2 separate regions of the Muntiacus reevesi genome follow, and region 1 is linked to region 2. Evidence: chromatin contacts called from public Hi-C data. All regions are on one chromosome and are shown on one strand. The core of a region is the stretch at or near the end of the contact, and the rest is flanking DNA. Distances in the headings are between cores, read along the strand shown. Region 1 holds the start of NXN (nucleoredoxin). Region 2 holds the start of MRM3 (mitochondrial rRNA methyltransferase 3).

The links. A called contact is a pair of places that touch in the nucleus more often than the background predicts.
Region 1: a contact with region 2 is called in a Hi-C map of blood, with 7 times the contacts expected there. The contact joins the promoter of NXN here to the promoter of MRM3 in region 2. A contact is called at or near these places in 2 of 3 Hi-C or Micro-C datasets (blood and muscle).

What each region holds. Positions count from the first base shown.
Region 1 is chr18:39,968,226-39,973,967 of mMunRee1.1, reverse strand. NXN (nucleoredoxin) reads left to right here and starts at 3,329. Exons shown (of 8, transcript XM_065909708.1): 1 at 3,329-3,811. The coding sequence starts at 3,452.
Region 2 is chr18:39,799,626-39,805,468 of mMunRee1.1, reverse strand. MRM3 (mitochondrial rRNA methyltransferase 3) reads right to left here and starts at 4,216. Exons shown (of 4, transcript XM_065909712.1): 1 at 3,861-4,216; 2 at 3,437-3,606; 3 at 2,457-2,624; 4 at 1-338. The coding sequence starts at 4,174. It overlaps GLOD4 (glyoxalase domain containing 4), which reads left to right and starts at 4,236. Exons shown (of 9, transcript XM_065909713.1): 1 at 4,236-4,390. The coding sequence starts at 4,301.

The DNA.
Region 1 (5,742 bases), core at 2,080-4,579, 170 kb before region 2:
ATGTCTGTGGGTGTTTCTGGATGAGATTAACACATGAAATAGTAGACTCAGTAAAGCAGATTGCCCTCTCCAATGTGGGTGGGCCTCATCCAATCAGTTGAAGGCCTGAATAGAACAAAATGTAAGGGAGAATTCACTCTCTCTGCTTGCCTTTGAACTAGGACATAGGTCTCCTGCTGCCTTTGGACTCAATAGGGAGTAGTACTTACATCATCAGCTCTTCTGATTCTCTGGCCTTTGGACTCAGACTAGAATTAACTATACCATCAGTTCTTGGCCCTCTGGCTGGCTGACTACTGATTTTGAGATGTCTCAGCCTCCATGATCATGTGAACCAATTTCTTTTTTTTTTTTTTTGAACCAATTTCTTATAGCAAATCTCTGTTGGTTCTCTTTCTCTAGAGAACACAGACTGATACAGTGTATATAGAAATCTTAATTCTTTTCAGTGACTAGATTGTATTCCAAATGATGAATGTGCCATCTTTTAATCCTCCTGATTGATACATAATTAGGCTCATTCCAGTTTTCCAGTCTTTTTCTAATTTCACCAATGTATCAGTAACTATCTGTACATATACATCTTTTTTTTCCCTTTTCTTTTTTTTGACCTGGCCCATGTGGCATATGAGATCTTAATTCTCTGACTAGGGATCGTACCCGTGTCCCTGCAGTGGAGGTGCAGATTCTTAACCACTGGACTGCCAGAGATGTCCCAACACAGATATATTTTTGTGCACATATGCTTCTAGTCCTGAAGACCAAGGAATGTGATCATGAATCTTTTTTTTTTTTTTTTTTTTTGTGATCATGAATCTTACAGGTTACAAATATGTATTTGTCCAGTGCATGTTTTGTCTGGTATCACATGCCTTAGAATGCAATTTCTCAAAAGGAAAACTCTGTAATGTGTATCTGCCATAAATGTCAGGCATGTTGTGGTTCCTTAACACATATTTTAAAACAATAATAGTTTGCAGAATAGCCAGTAAATTCATATGACATAATTAGCTAAATACCAGTAGGGGTATTTTCTTTAAGTGGGTCTCTTGAACCGCAGATTCAGAAAGCGTGCTTTCCATAACCTGAAGGATGTTGGCTGTTCTTTACAGGAAGCCCAGAGAGTCTCTTCAGGCTTCTTCTTATAGCAAACACCTACTCGAGCTATGATTTTGGAATCATTTCCATTGCAAATCCCCTCTTTCCACACCCCTTTAAAAGGCAGCTGCAATATTTGGCATGTAACCAGGGCCTGCTGCACCAACAATTTTCTAAATTTTATTTATATTTCATGCACAGTATGTTCAAACTCTCACTTTCCCAGGTGCCAGATGCTGGTTTGGACACACTCCAGTGGAAAGTGCTTTCCGGTAAAATAATAAAAGGAAAATGCTGAACAAACCACCTCTTTATACAGACTTGTACCTAGTATACCAGAGTTAAGTACTGTAATAATGACTTCACTATTTCCCCCAATTTGCAATCCCCCGAATTCCCTCCTCACCTCCCTCCACAACAAATACTTTGTCTCTAGGCATCAGTAAGATGCTTATGGTCCTCTTACATTTCTTCAGCGTTCAGGGTATAGGAGTCTGTCTTACATGATTTGGATCACACCTGATGCAACCCACCCACGGGCATTTCAACTATACGATTTGGATGAGAAAAGAAAACATTTTAACCCACTACCAGAATTTTAAAAAGATATCTAACAAATTAATGTCTGCTATGTTAATGGCTTTTATATGTTTTCACTAAAAAGTGATGCTTTCCATGTGTTGGTAATAATACTGTCTCTTCAGTCACACAGAATTTTGCCAGGACACTCAGAATGAACTCAGAATTTGCCATTATCATAGGGTTCTTGCTGCCTAAAGGCAATCCTCAATCCAAAGAGCCTACTTATGAAATGAGCAGCAGTGTTAGGTGGATACTGAGAAAGTGGCTATCATTCAAGAGATTGTCAGTCTACCCGTGGTGTCCACCTCCACCTCTTTCATCAGTTTCTGTGGTAACATTTCACTGAGCTGAGAACCAGTACAATTCCTTGTTCTATCCCAGAAAAACTGGGAACCTTAGGCACGAAAATTTATGTTTGTGCCAAAAAGCTTGTGGTTGTATTATGAGGTTTAAATGAACTCTTGTAAAGTGGGTTATGATTTGTGTGTGTGTGTGTGTGTGTGTGTGTGTGTGGAAAGCAGCTATAAAATACAAATATTCTGCATGGTTGCTGGTATCCCTTTGTCTTTTCTTGCTCTTTCCACTAGATGGCGGTGGATGCCCAAGAAATAACTTGCAAAGGCCTGGTGGAGGGCGGTGAGAGGGGTGTTCTTTCCTTTAACTGGGTTGTTGGTAGTTGAGCTGGCACGTTCTTGTTCCTCTGTTGCGAGTGGGCATGGTATAATTTTTCTTTTTTCGTGTATGTGTTGTGGGGAGGCCGGAAGAGTTGCCACAGACCACCTGTTTAATCCAGGTTCAGTTTAAGCATAGGGCAGCATCTCGCCAGCTGGCAAAAAAAAAAAAAAAAAAAAAAATCCATAGAATTTCTCTCAACTATCAACAGACTTGGGTAGAAGCTATGGAACCGTTTTAGGAGAGCAGCCAGCATCGATTTAGAGATGCCGCGGCATCTGTTGCCTATATTTGTGGAGATGGAAGAGAGCCACTCGCTGGTGAGGAATGACCGCGGCGACCTGGAGACTGAAATCCACACTGCGACCTGCGATCAACCCACAAGTACTTATGGATTCCCTCCCATGTGCCCATCGCTGTATCAGAAGCTACACAAGAAACATAAGAGGTGGCGTCCTCCCGGCCTCTTGTGGTAGAGAACACAAAACATACAGAGAGATCAGCAAGACCTAGCCGGACCAAGTTATCATTGTGTGAAGACGTTTAAGTCCTACAAGTATGAGATCAGTGGGGGTACAAAGGGCCAACGGGATAGGCTGTGGGTAGGGAGAGTGCAGGGAAGAACAAGGAGGGATAAGAGAACTCGGGTGGGGATCTTTGGAGAATTCGGGAGAGAATTTGGAATTCGGGAGCGAAGAGGAAATGGGAGGTAGGGGCGAGGCCAAGCCCGGTTCTGCGCTGACTGCAGCTTCGGAAAGGCTGGCTCAGCGACCCCGTCTGCTTTCTTCACTTAGGTCTCAGGCATTTCCGACAGACCGGAGAGTCTCGGGTCAGCCTTCTCGCCACGACTATCTCCGGAGCACTTCGGCCACGCGGCGGGAGCCCGCGCCGCCGGTCGCAGCCAGTGGTCGGAGGCAAGCTCAGCTACAGAGGGGGCGTGGCATGGTGAATGGGCGTGGCGTGGGCGTGGCTCTCCTCCCGCCTGTGCCCGCCGACGCCGCCGCAGCTGCCGCCTCCGCCCGCCGCGCGGACCGAGGGAGCGGGGTCGCCGCCGCCTGCCCGCCCGGGTGCCCGCGAGCCCGGGCTGCGGTGGGCCAGGATGTCGGGCTTCCTGGAGGAGCTGCTGGGCGAGAAGCTAGTGACTGGCGGCGGCGAGGAGGTGGACGTGCACTCGCTGGCCTCCCGCGGCATCTCGCTGCTCGGGCTCTACTTCGGCTGCAGCCTGAGCGCCCCCTGCGCGCAGCTCAGCGCCAGCCTGACCGCCTTCTACGGCCGCCTGCGGGGGGACGCGGCGGCCGGGCCCGGGCCGGGGCCGGGGGCCGGGGCGGCGGCGGAGCCCGAGCCGCGGCGCCGCCTGGAGATCGTCTTCGTGTCCTCGGATCAGGACCAGCGGCAGTGGCAGGACTTCGTGCGGGACATGCCGTGGCTGGCGCTACCCTACAAGGAGAAGCACAGGAAGGTGAGCGACGCCGGCCTCGTAAAGCGTTCCCGCGAGCCGGTCCTCGCGGCCCCCGGCGCCCCCGCTGCCCTCTCCTGTAGCGCACGCGCTTCTCCTGCTCCTCAGCGTCCCCTGCCTCTGACCGCCTCCCGTCCCGGGAACCCGCCGGCTCTGGGTTCCCGCGGCGGCAACTCGGTGTCGGTGCCAGGCCGCGCCCGCTGGGGAAGTTTGAAACCCCTCAGCCCCCGGGACCCTGACTCACGTCCTGGGGAGTCGAGGGCCGGGTCCCCGCATGTTGGGAGCCTCCCGTAGCGGGTGGCTGCTGTCGGGGGGGTCCCGAATCGGTGACCCCCAGCCCCGGGCAGAGGCGCGGGGAGGGGGCCCCTTCTTTCCCTCAGCCATCGACTCCCCGCGGCTACCTGTGGTGGGGGCGGGAGGGCGCCGGCCCCCTACCCATAATGCCCGAACCAGGAAGTTTCCTCTCTCTCCGAGAGAAATCTGCTTTCCTGAGGCTACCTCCTGCTGTGGCCGAGGGCGGGTCCCCCGGCGCCTTGGGGTGGGGGTGTCAGTCGCTGACCGTGGCTCTGGGGGAGAAGGAAGCTTGGTCGTCTCCCCTTGCCCTCCCTCCGCTCCCGCTTTTCCCTCCCTCGGACTGAACTAGAGGCCACCAGGGAGACTTTCATTGTCTAGCTGTCCAGCCAGCCATCCCCCCCGATACCTCCCGGGCACCGGACCAGACCCGTCCATGTGGCTGTTAGTGGCTTGGTTGGTGGGCCACTGGTATCTTGGCATCGAATTAAACGCTGAACCGATTCCTTAAGTGCAGACTGACCAGAAGAATGAGGATTGGGGGAAATTTACAGTCCTCTGTCAACTTCTCAACCCCTCCTCTCCCGCGGGTTTGCTGCTGAAATTAGCTTGGATTTTTGAGTGTGTCTGTTGGATGGAGATGTCTGTTTTAATAAAACGAATTCAGGAAATTTTGCCATGAATCGAAACAGAAAAAGTTTTGGAGCGCTCTTGCTTAATTAGTATGCCTGCTACAACGTGTGAATCCAGCCCGGTGCTTTCCTGAGGAAAATCTCTGTTTCTGGAGTGGACAGAAGGGCTCGGCTGGGGGCATTTAGATTCCACTCCGGTGGATGGTAAGGGCATGCCATTTGTTTCTTTAATGCCTATAGAATCTTGTTGAGAAGCATGATTTAGATTTAGTGAGAATAAAAGGCTTATACTGTGGCCCCATATGTCTCAAGTAAATCATCCACAGAAGCAATGTAAGGTACAGACTTGGTATTCAAAGTATGAAACACAGTTTAACAAATAGATTTTGTAGATTTAGCATTGGAAAAACATGGACTCATAAGCCACACAGAGGCAACACTTTGCGTTTTAAGCACTTTTTAGATGATCTTGCCCATATTTGACTTATCTGCTTGGTACAGTGCAGGAATATGAATGGCCAGTCCTTTTTTTGCTTTAAAACATGGGAATCCTTTGTTTTCCTTGGTGGTAGTTTTTATGATCCTTTTGGGGAGGAGTAATGTCCAGAAAATGATTTATCAAGAAATATTTTCATTATTATGGCCTATTTCTATTGTAGACCAAAGTCTGTGTAAAGCACTGTCCTTATTGGGCATTACAAATGATTTCTAGCTTTGCAAATACACAATGATGGTAAAATGTTACAGACTTAAGACCTATTGTTATTTTTTCCCTCATAAGTGTTGGAAATAAATTTGCTGGATAGTAAAATAAGGAGCAAACTGAGATGTTTTGCAAATGCCTAAACCTTTTCTTCCAAAAAGAATATTTTATGTGACAAAAGACCCTGATGCTGGGAAAGATTGAAGGTGGGAGAAGGGGACAACAGGATGACAGGAGGCTTGGCATGCTGCACTCCAATAGATCGCAAAGAGTTGGACACAACTGGACGACTGAAGAACAACAACAGC
Region 2 (5,843 bases), core at 2,967-5,466:
GGCCGCCGGTGCCTCTGTCCAGTCTGAGTCGTAACTCTGGACCTCGAGTTTAGGGAGCCAGTCTTGACTCTCTCCACTCTCTAGATCACCCTCCTCTTCCTCATACTCATGAAACTTCAGCGGGCGTTGGTCACGTACCCAGCCGTAGTCACTGGCCTTGTTAGACCCCTGGGCCTGGGCCTGCATGTGAAGGCCACAGTTGTCGGCCACGTAGACGCGGGCATCAGCAGGCAGGTGGTCGGGCACCGCCTCCCAGTCCAGGTTGTTGATAATGGGCACCTGGAAGTGTGCACCCATACCTGCCCGCAGCACTTTGGGCTCCCAGGCGTCCACGCAGCCTATCAAATGAAAGAGGATCCAGTTAAGATTACGAACCTGCCCAGAGAAGGGACTTTGAAGGAAGCCAGATTAATTCTGGATCACGATAAAGCAAAAATGTCTATCATGGCCTTGGTGGCTGGGACCTCTGCCTCCCCAGCTGTAGCAGCGTCCAGCTGAAACAGATTTTATTCATTCCTTCAACATTCACCACACAGAATTCCCTGGCAGTCTAGTGGTTAGGACTTCATACTTCCACTACAAAGGAGCATGGGTTGGATCCCTCATCCGGGAACTAAGATCCGGTAAACCATGCGGCATGACCAAAAAAAAAAAAAAACCTCCCACACACATGCCAGACATTTGGACAGGAGATGGGAGAACCTTAAAATCCCCAACCTCAAGGAGCTTGTAATAGAGTGGGCAATGGTGTTGGGACGACATTTCAGCAGGTGACTGTATAATCAGTAACAACTGAAGTTAAGCATGAACAGGGTAATAGAAAACCATTGTACACAGCATGGCAATCAGGGAAAAACCACCTGGAGAACACAATGCTGAGCTGGATCGTGAAGGACAGGAGCATCTTGTCAGGAAAAGGCCAGAGCAGAGGAGAGTTATAGAAGCAGCAATTAGTTCAAACACTGGAAGTATGATAATCGAATCAATTAATGGGGAAGAGGTGGGAGATGAGTTAGGAGGCAGGAAAGGACCAGTTTAAAGGAGGCTGGTGTGCCCAGCCGAGGGGTTTAGGGTTTCACCCAGAAGACAACATGTCACCAAAGCATTTTAAGCAAAGTAGGAACAGAATCTGGTTTATATTTTAGAAAGATCCATTTGGCTTCAATGTTGAATCTGGACCGGAGCAAGGAAGACACTATTAATGGGGAAATTACAGCAATCCTGGGAAAAACCAAGGCCAGAGCCCTATCCTGCACACACCCTGTCTTTGCAGTCGTGCTAAACACAACTGCCTCCATGCATCAGCAGACGCATAGCCCTTCCCAGTGCCACAGGCCAGGAGACAGCAGACTGGGGCACCGCATATCTACTACCCTCCCTGACTTGTTAGCACACATCTCCTCATTGTAAATTATCTTAAAAGTTAATCTATCAAACTTCAGGAAAGGTTAAGTAGGCAAACCAAGTTCAAAAAGGAAAAAAAGACGTAGAGAAGGTAACACTGTCTACGTGGGTCCCCAACCACAGGCTCTCCCGAGCACCGTGGGAAACGGGCTGGGAGGTGGGCTGTGTGCCAAGAGGCTGGCAGTCGGGGCAGAAGAGGTGCCTTCTAGTCTGACTTCTCCACCCAGTTAGGATTAAGGGACAAGCTGAGATTCCTCCTCATCCTCGGGTCCTCTACGTTGGGCATCACATCAGGTGTTCCCCACCTTTCTCTACCTCTCCCATACCAGCCACCAGCAACAACGTGGCAAATGCCTGCCTGGGTGATACACGTCCATTTCCCCAAACCACACTTGCTCTCAGAGCTCTCAACAGTGAGGCAGGTGAGCGGGGTATGGATGTAGGGATTCCGAGTCTCACTTTCATGCTGGCAGAGAGATGCACCCCAGGTAGGGGTGATGGGGGGAAAGAGCTGGGAAGAGCAATATAGGCGAGTCTCAGTAATGGGACCACTTCTGTTTACACCGAATGGCAGCTTCACTGATTCTGATGGATGATCCTCTCCCTCCTCCTCCTTCCAGGCCACAGTAGGTCTGTTAGGCACGTCCCAACTGTCAGGCAAGGCTGTTTGGAACCAAGGCTACAAATTTCTCTTTATGATGAGAGGACAGAACCAAGTGTTAAAACCGGCATCTATGTCTTCCTTAATTAATTTTAAGTTCTTTTAAAAACCTAGCAGGTGTCAAAATAATTTTAAAGATAATCAACAAGAATGAGCATGCCAGGCATGGTGCTGAGTACTTGACATTCATCTCACTTAATCCTCAGAACAACCCTACCAGGTAGATCTGTTACGCCCACTTTACAGATAAGTGAACTGATGCTCGAAATGCTGCTCACTTACACAGAGCCACCAAGGGACAGATCCAAGAACCAAATCCATACACATCTGCCCACGGAGCCAGCTCACTTACAATCAGGCGCCTAATCCACCCAGTAACAGGAGATCTTACCTTTGGTGAGTAACACTTTGCTGCAGCCTGCCCCAGCAGCAGATCGCAGAATTGTCCCCAGGTTCCCAGGGTCACGGAGATTGTCACAAATCAATGACAGGGGCAGTGTGTGGCGAAGCTGAGTCTCGGGGTATGTCATCTTAACATGGTCAGGTTTGGCAAAAATCCCTGAGGAAACAAGAAATGTGGTTCATTTGTCTGATGTGGGTATGGTGAGTAATTTGACATTTTGGTTATTTATCAGTCTTGGTGTATTTGTAATTACATACTACATGTAAACATTCTGGTTGGAAAAATTCAATGTGCCCCCCCGGCCCCGCACATAACCCCCCTCATAACTGCTTTCAATAGTGGAATGTATGCTTTCAGAACTTCTTCCATGCACTTCCCTACATTTATGTCCCTCCACCCATATATAAGTGCTTTTTTTTTTGTAGTAAAATCACACTCTATGTAATGATTCTGTAATCTAGTTTTTTGGGTGTTTTTTTTTTTTTTTGTCACACTTAAGTGGCTTGCAGGATCTTAGTTCTCTCACCAGGGAATGAACCTGGGCCCACAGGCAGTGAAAGCACCAAGTCCTAACCACTGGACTGCCCCAGAGAATTCCCAACATTTTCTTAAGTTTTAACTGGACATTAAAGGTTGAAGTGACCCCCAAAATATAAGGTCTGAGGAGGTGTGATTATTCCCTACAGACTATAAAAATTCACAAAACAAATGATGACAGAAAACTGGCTTCAGTTTCTACTTAAACTACAAGAGTCACAGATTTGGAAACTGCTGTTAAGAAAAGGTTAGGCCCAGTAATATTTTGAATTTCATCTAAATTTGTTGCCCTGAGACAAGTATGAACAAATAATCCCAAGTCTCCCCTTCTACAGACACACTGAATAACCACTGACCCATTATTCCCTGTGGTGTTACCAGGTCGGACCAATCCTTGATATCCTCAAATTTCACTTTAATGAGGCTAACACCTTTCAGCTTTTCAATGGGCAGCTCCTTTATGTATTCCAGACGGCTAAAGAAGAAAACTTTCGGCACAGCACCAGCCTTGAGAGCGTCTGCAATCAGTCTACGACCTTCCAGAAGGATCTTCCCCTGCTTTTCTCGAAATGGCCTGGACTTAACTATGGTCATCACACTGCTGTGGGTGCAAACAAAAAGAGGCGTAATTACCAACATCCTCATTACGGAGACACATCGAGCTCTAGCAGACATGAAGAGCTTCGTAGGGAAAGAAACAAACTGTTAGAAAGACACTTATTCTGCCCTCTGTGCATAATAAAAACCAGCGAGGTGTGCTGCACGAAGTCCTCCAACGCAAGGAAAGAGGTCAAGGTCTCGCTCTGAGGAGGGAGGAGAAACGAGAAAACTCGACAAGCCTCGGGAACACATCACCTCAGCCTTTTGTCTCCAGGGAAAGCCTTATCATAGCGAAGCCCCGACTCTTCCCAGGTGCTGAGCGTCTGAGATGCTGGCCCCTGAATCTGCTGCTTCTGTCGCTGCTCCCGGTGACTAGCCTCTGCAGCCGCCTTCCGAGGCTGTTTCCTGGGATCGACCTTCCGTTCCACAACCTCACCAGATGGAAACAGCACTTTCACGGGGCTCCGCCGCAGTGCCCGGACCCAGCGCCGCGCATCGAGGTCCCAAGCCAGCACCACCGGCAGCAACGGTCGCGTAGCCCATCCCACGCGCTTCACTAGCGCCGCCATCTTCCCCCGCCCCGTGGGCTGCGTCACGAAAGCGCGCCGGCGGCGGACAGTGACATCACTAACGCGCCGGCGTCAGCTGTGGTTTGTGCGCCGCTCTGCGCGTGACCGGCGGTAGTGTAGGTGGTCATGGCGAATCGCAGAGCTTTGCACTTCGTGTTCAAAGTGGGAAACCGCTTCGAGACGGCGTATTTCTATCGCGATGTCCTGGGGATGAAGGTGCAGGAGGGGCGGAGAGGGGCTGGAGCGCGAGGGGTGCGCGAGTGACTGAACCCCACCTGGCCGAGGGAGGAGAAAGGGGTGCGATGTGAATTTCACCGCGAACCCGGGTGTCGGACCTTAGCCGCAGGACTTCCCATTAACTCTGTGGTTTTCAGGTTCAGGAAGCATCACGAATTGCGGCTTGGGTTAGATGGACTTTGAAAGGGGGCTCACACTTACTAGTTGCCGACTGTGTGCCCACACAGGTCCTTTCAGTTTGAGCTCTTTCACGAATGTTTATTCCTGTCTTTGCGAAGTTTCCAGTCTATGGGAAAGATAGTAAATAAAAGGTTACGTAATACTCTTCCAGTAAACAATGACTCTTCTGATTTGGAACCTTTTGGTTTTAGATACCAGCATAATTTAGAGCTCTACTTCTCTTGGGGCTGGTTTGAATGGATCACTCAGTCTGTCTAGGTGAACACTCCAGCTCATCTCAGAAGTGTGAAATCAGAACACCTGGAAGTGGCATCTCCCCAGCTGTGATTCTGCAGAGATCACCTGGGTGGCAAGCACAGGTGCAAGCTGTTGTAAGGCTCCTGATACGCAGGGACTTTAGATGTTGTCAGCTGAAAGAAAAATTAACAACCTAAAAAAAAAAAATTAACAACCTAAGATTTTTTAGTTAATTTTTATTTGGGGATCTTCCTAAGGACTCTAATGTGGAAGACAGCCTCTCGATAGCTCTGAGGAACTGATCTGAAGAGGCAAGGGAGGAGCTAGAAAGTATATGAGTTTTTTGCTTGAAGACGGGGAAGAACCCAAAACCATGTAGGAACATCAAAAGATTACTGCTAAGCACAGAAATAGACAGCTGAAGTTAATGGTTTTAGTGCTTTTCTGTACGTGGGAAGATGGGTTCTGAGTACCTTAAAATTCTTCCTTAGAAATGCATCTTAAATGTCTAGGACCAGTATCCACCCCCCCCCCAAAAAAAAAAATGTCTAGGACCAGTATCCAGAAGCAAAGAATGCTTCTTGTTATTTTTCCATCCTGAATTCCCCTCAGGGTGTTCTGTTGGTGAGCGACTGGGTTAGCTGAGGGTTTGATCCTTGTTGAAATGAAATGAATTGCAGGCAACATTGTTTACAATGTGCAAGAGGAAGAATTAATGTAGAGACACTGCAGAGTACAAAGGGAATTACCTAAAATCATCAGTCATTTAAAGAATATCACCTGTTTCATGGTTCTGTTTTGGACTTTGGTGACAAAGATGAAAATGACCCTGTTATCTGTTCTCAGTTAAGAGCCTGGTTTGAAAAAAAAAAAAGATCCTGATTTGGTGGGAATTGTATTTGTACATTGCAGATGGTAATGGAAGTTAAAATGTGATAGAAAACCACAAAACACTCCCTTGAAGTGTTTCCTCATTGATTAAGGGGTGTTTGTAAAGATTAAACGTTATTATATA